2 separate regions of the Mus musculus genome follow, and region 1 is linked to region 2. The links are chromatin contacts, called in public promoter capture Hi-C maps. All regions are on one chromosome and are shown on one strand. Each heading gives the region's core, a stretch centred on a gene start, on an enhancer-like site or on the middle of the called end of the contact. The rest is flanking DNA. Distances are from core to core; before and after follow the strand shown.

What was found. Promoter capture Hi-C pulls out the DNA fragments that hold promoters and counts their contacts.
Region 1: a promoter capture Hi-C map of stem cell-derived epiblast-like cells shows a contact between it and region 2, with 2.6 times the contacts expected there. The contact joins the promoter of Slc6a13 here to the promoter of Iqsec3 in region 2. A contact is called at or near these places in 7 of 39 promoter capture datasets (the 3T3-L1 cell line, cranial neural crest, embryonic stem cells and 2 more) and 1 of 115 datasets of contacts at active chromatin or transcription factors (forebrain).

Annotation. Positions count from the first base shown.
Region 1 is chr6:121,298,841-121,301,666 of GRCm38.p6, forward strand. Slc6a13 (solute carrier family 6 (neurotransmitter transporter, GABA), member 13) reads left to right here and starts at 1,448. Exons shown (of 15, transcript NM_144512.3): 1 at 1,448-1,489.
Region 2 is chr6:121,472,309-121,475,018 of GRCm38.p6, forward strand. It overlaps Iqsec3 (IQ motif and Sec7 domain 3), which reads right to left and starts at 1,370. Exons shown (of 14, transcript NM_001033354.3): 1 at 717-1,370. The coding sequence starts at 1,255.

The DNA of each region.
Region 1 (2,826 bases), core at 198-2,697, 170 kb before region 2:
TTTTTCTTCACACCATAAGATGAGACAGATGGATGTTAGGAAGGAAGAAGAAAAGAGGCTTCCGAAACACAAGAATAATTTCCAGAGGCTGGAGAGGTGGCTCAGTGGTTAAGAACTCTAGTTGCCCTTCCAGAGGACCTGGGTTCGAGTCCTAGCACTCTCACTACGTGGGCCCACATCTGCTTGGAAGTCCAGCCTCAGGGGATCTGACACCCTCTCCTGCCCTCCAAGGGCACCCACATAGATATACACATACACAGACGTATACACATAAATAAAAGTAGAAGATACAATCTTTTTTATTAAAAAAAAAGTCTCCAAGAAGCTCATTCTGAATAATTCTTAAACAGCATCAGTAGCTATTCATGAACTGGCTACATTATCAGATCCACTCTCTCCTGAAATCTCCTGCAACTTTCCAAGGTGCGCAACACTGTCTTCATCTTATAGCTGCAAGAATGAGAGTTTCCAGAAGCTGTGTGCTCTGCTCAAAACTCCAAGCTCCCGAGTGACAGATGTGGTGCTTGGCCCCTGTGCTGCCTGGCACCAAAGCTTACACAGTGTCCCCCTGCACTGCCTCGCAGCAGGTGGTGAACCCAAGACTGCGCTCTAGTCTTGGGACTCACAGCTGAAGGAACAGCCGGCCACCTCCGAGGGTCATCCCTGCCTGGAAAGAAAGTCCTGTGACTAGCTGTCTGCCTCCCATTGCCAAATCTTCCCTGATGACTTTGCTTTAAACCTTGGCATTTCATTGATTGCAGCTAAAAAAAAAGTTCTCGAACATTGTCAAAGAATTCAAACAATACTGGAGCTTCAAAAGGAAGAGAAAAATCTCCTTAACTACCGTTTCCTAACCCAGCTCTGTTCTGAGTGCAACCACTATTAACTCAGAAACCTTTTCCAGACGTTTCAACATTGTGTGTGCACATACGTGCGTGTGTCTGTGTGCATGTTGGATATTTTACTGACTTCTCACAGTTCAGTAATCTAATGTGTGGTTATTGTTGTTTTCCTAAATCATTGTCCCTTCTAGAATGCCATTTGGAACCCGATAAGGTTGGTATACTTTTAAATTAATCCTAATAGCACCTCACCAAATAAGCACCTACTACTGACTGCTTCCCAGGAGTCCTTGAGTTGTGGGAAGACAGGGCAACTGGCTGATCTCTTTATGGAGATCCCAGAGTCAGGGGGAAGGGCAGACAAGCTGTGGCAAGACACATGCTGTAGTAGAATCACAAGCAACCGGCTGAACTGCCAGGGCGGACAGAGTCCCCAGGCCAGGGAATCACTCATGTGCGGATTGTCTGGTGGCCGAGGGGGAGGGGAGAACGTGGGAGGGGGAAGGCAGGAGGCGGAATGTGGGCCGGGTCAAGTTTAGGATTACATGCACCACAGGGCGGTCTCCAGCCACGCTTTAAATAGCCAGCCCCTTCCCTGGCCCCCTGGAGAATTCTCCGACAAGACCTCAGGCAGAAACTTCACCAAGGTTCGGAATATTCTCTGCTCTTTCTCTCTTTTTCCTGTTTCTGGGCCTCAGAATGTAGGTTGGTGGGATCCATGGATTTACAACCATGATGTCCTCTGGATGGTGTTCTTGGTTCGCTCCTGGGTGTGCAGGTGCAAGCATTTTCTGCTATTCTCTTGACATTCTGAAAGGGGTGGCTCATGACTTAAGGGTGACAGAGGAGGGGTCGAGAATTCTAGTTGGAGAGGAGAATGATTGAGTTTCAGGGTGAATATAGAATTCATCTCTCCACTCAAGCCTCACAGCTGAGTCTACGCCAATGTTCCCACTGTCACAGACCAGCAAACTAAGGCTGCGTTACTCATTAACCTCAGGGGTCAGGCAGGGTGCTAGGGACGGCTGTGGTCTGAACCCGGCATGCCTGAACCCGTGCTTTCTCCACTGCTCCTGAGAAGCACGGGGCTAAGAGGCAGAAGGTTACTGCTTGGTTGCTGGAAGGGGGATGAGGCCAAGTGGGATGGCTTTGCCTCACAGGAAGGCATCCCTGTGATGGTTAGGAAGCGAGGCCAGGATCAGCATGAGGCCGAGAAGATCAGGTCAGTCAGGTGAGAAACAACACCTTGACTTTCACCTTCTTGTCCACAGCGAATTTGGATCCCACTCCCCAGCTTGTCAAATAATCAGAGATGTCTTCTATTCCTGGCCCTTTGGGCTGACTTTTCTGGTCCCTAGGGTTGCAGATAGAACCTAAGGGAAGTCTCTGGCTTGGAGAGGTTTCTGGTGAGAAGGTTCCATACTCTGAACTTGTTTGGGGGTTCGGAGAAAGCCCACCTGCTTAGTTCTCTACAAAGAGGCCACTCTAAATCAACCACAGGGCCTGAGTTACACAGTCTGAGCACCCAGGAATCACCTTAAGTTTATGTTATAGATCAAGTCCTTGGAGAAGCTGGGCCATTAGACCTTGTCTCAAAACAAACAAACAAACAAACAAACAAACAAACACAAAAACTAAAACAAAGACCTAAACAAGAGGAGCCATTGCACAAAGCGAGGAAGGAGTCACTAACATTAAGTGTGTTGATAAACCAAGGCAGCGAACAAGAGCTCATTGGTAGAACCAAAAGAGCAGTAAGTGCAGAGTGACTTCAAGTCTCCATACGATTGACTACCTAGGTGGCAACAGTGACTTGACTTAACAGAGCAGCGGCTGCAGGTATTTTATGTACCATCATTTTCTCAACAATGACAGGGTTGGTGTAGGAATTAAATGACCATGTGTGCAATGCTTAGTCCAGGGTAGCTGCTCATTAAGTTTAAAACACATCCGAATTTATTCTCAGTCTCAGTCTCAGTCTAGG
Region 2 (2,710 bases), core at 120-2,619:
GGTTGTTTCTGCGTATGCCTTGGCACTATAGAGGCTCAGCATAAAGATGTTCACTTGGGTCAGAAGGGAGAAAGCTTTCCCAAGTGAGCCACTCCTGGCTCTGACTCCCACTGCATCAGATAAAGAGCCAGCTCCTTCCCCTGGGCAGCGCTGTCTCCCACCATTCATCTTCCTGTATCCAGCTCCCCTGCCTGTTCCCGTTCCCCCCCCACCTCCTGTCCTTTGCTTTATCCTACCCACTCTAATCCTTGCTGCTGGACCCCAGCCCCTATAAAGCGCTTAAACTTCCTGATCAAGTCTGTTTTGGTGTCTCACTCTTTATTTAAACAGTTGTACTATGCAAACTCACTTCCGAATTTTTCCTAGCTTAAATCCTTCAATGGTCCCCTGCTTTGGCTTAATTTTTTTGCCCCCAACTTCCTCCCAATTTTATCTCCCTTAATTTCTGGAAGTTATCATTATCCCCAACCAGTTAAAGCCCATTCCTCTCATTTTTTGCTCCAAAGATGGTCCAAATACTTCCTTTGGCTCCAACCACCACAGACCTTCCAACGCGGATCTCAAGCCCTCCTTTGCGGGACTCTCCTTGACACATTTTTTTACCCAAGGCATTTTTGCCCGCTTCACTTCACAGTGCTCAAGTCCTTCACTCTTACACACAGATTTCCCATTTCCTCACACCCACTTGCTTCTCCCACCTCCTTGTCCCCACTCACTCGGGTCTCCTGCTCAGGACGCCCTTGCCGAGGGCGGCGGGGGATGCGTGTTGAAGCAGGGCTCCCGCGGCAGCACAACAACTCGAGGGACGCTCCTTCTCCTTGTCAGCTATGGCCCCGGGTGCCACCGGGTGCTGGTGGGGCGACTGAGGAGTCTGAACCCTGCTGCTGGGTGCAGGTTGGGGCTGCGCCAGGAGCTGACCGTGGTGCTGAAGCGGCGGCTCCGGTGAAGCGGGTATGAGCTGTCCGTGGTCCTGAAGCGGTTCCTGGGCCGCAGCGGCGGCCGGAGCAGTGACTGCAGGAGCAGGCAGTGGGGCAGACGGCGGCGGGGGAACCAGCCCAGGCGGAGGCTGGGCTTGCAGCAACTGCTGGTGTTCCCACAGGCTGCGGTTCTCCGCGCTCAGCTCGTCTAGACGCCGCTCCAGCTCATCGATGCGCTGGCGCTGGGTATGGATGAGGCTTTGCTGGTTCTGCACGATGGCCGTGAGCTCCTTGAGGTAGAGCACGGCGCGCACCGGGTTCTCCAGCAGGCTCTCCATGCCGCCCGCCGCCGCCTGCGCCCTGCCTGCGCCTAGGCGGGCGGCGGGGAGCGTGAGCGCGCAGGAGCCCAGCAGCCCAGCAGCTCTGGCGGTCGGTGGCCTCCCTCCCTCTCTCTCCCTCCCCTTCCCGCCGTCGCCTGCGCGTCACCGCCACACAGGCATTCGCACACGCACTGAGGGGCGGACCGGCGCCAGGGCCCACCTCCCACCTCTGGGCTTCGTGAGGAACCCTGCTTCCCGCGGGGGCGTAGGAGAGGCGGGTGGGGATGGGGAGCAGAGGGGAAGAGGCTGGGTCGAGCAAAATACTCTATGAAAATCCAGGATGGAGATCAGTCCTACCAGGGAAGAAGGAAGAGCCAACCCAAGCAGAAGCGCTGGGAAAGTGCTATAGAACTAAGACAAAAAGGAAGCCGCCAGAGAAAGATGAAGAATAAAGGAAGCTGCCAAAGACATAGAGAAGTACAGGCACCCAGCTCTAAAAGGTCACAGTCACGTTTTCCTGTATCTAGGCACCTCAGAGGCAGGGCCCATTTTTAAGACCTTCTAGGGAGGAGACACACCTGCCTTTTTGATGCTCAACAATTTGCTCTGTAGGATGTCCGTGAACAGTTATGAGACCCTAGAGAACAAGGCGTGTGTCTGTTGCTTAGTTCTGGCGGGGGTAAGTTAAGGCAGGAAGGCTGCACATGCAGGGATTTTTCTCTGGAAATGAGATCTCATGGCTCTTTGGACCTCTCTGACAGGAACAGAAACCAAATAGAACCTCTGAGGTTCCCGCTTCCAGAACCTTCTGAAGCAACCATTCTTTTTGACAGTTAGGAAGCACATGCAATTAGTAAATACTGGACTAGGAGATGATATAATAAAAACTACCAGGATGGATTTGTTGGCTTCTTGTAGCTTATAAGCAGTGGATCAAAGACTTAATAATTAATTTTGAAAGGTGGGAGTAAGACAGAGCTGTGATCAGAGTGTTGTAGGAGTCACCAGTCTGGGGATCTCCGGAATGCTTCTTGGAAGAATTAACATTTGAGGAGGGAGGGGTTTTCCTGGAAGCTCAGAGACATGAATCAACATGGAATTATCTGTTAATTTTTCAGTTTTTGCACATAACATCCACTAGATGCAGCATTATACTAGGTCAGCCAGGAGGAAAATTAAGGCAGGAAGGCTGCTAGGGCTAGATTTTTCTCTAGAAATGAGGTCTCAGGGTATTTGGAGTAATAATTCATATGCAACAGTGTGCGCTCATTCTGACTACACAGCTCCGTGGATTTTGACAGTATACACCCGATCGCTCATCACTACAAACAAAAAAACTGTTACGTGTAATAAGCACCCCTCTGCTCTGTTCAACTTCTTGTCCCCAGCCCCAGCTAAGCACTCATCTGCTTCCTCTAAACACACATTAGTTTTGCCTGTTGTGGAATCTAATATTAACGAAGTCACATAATG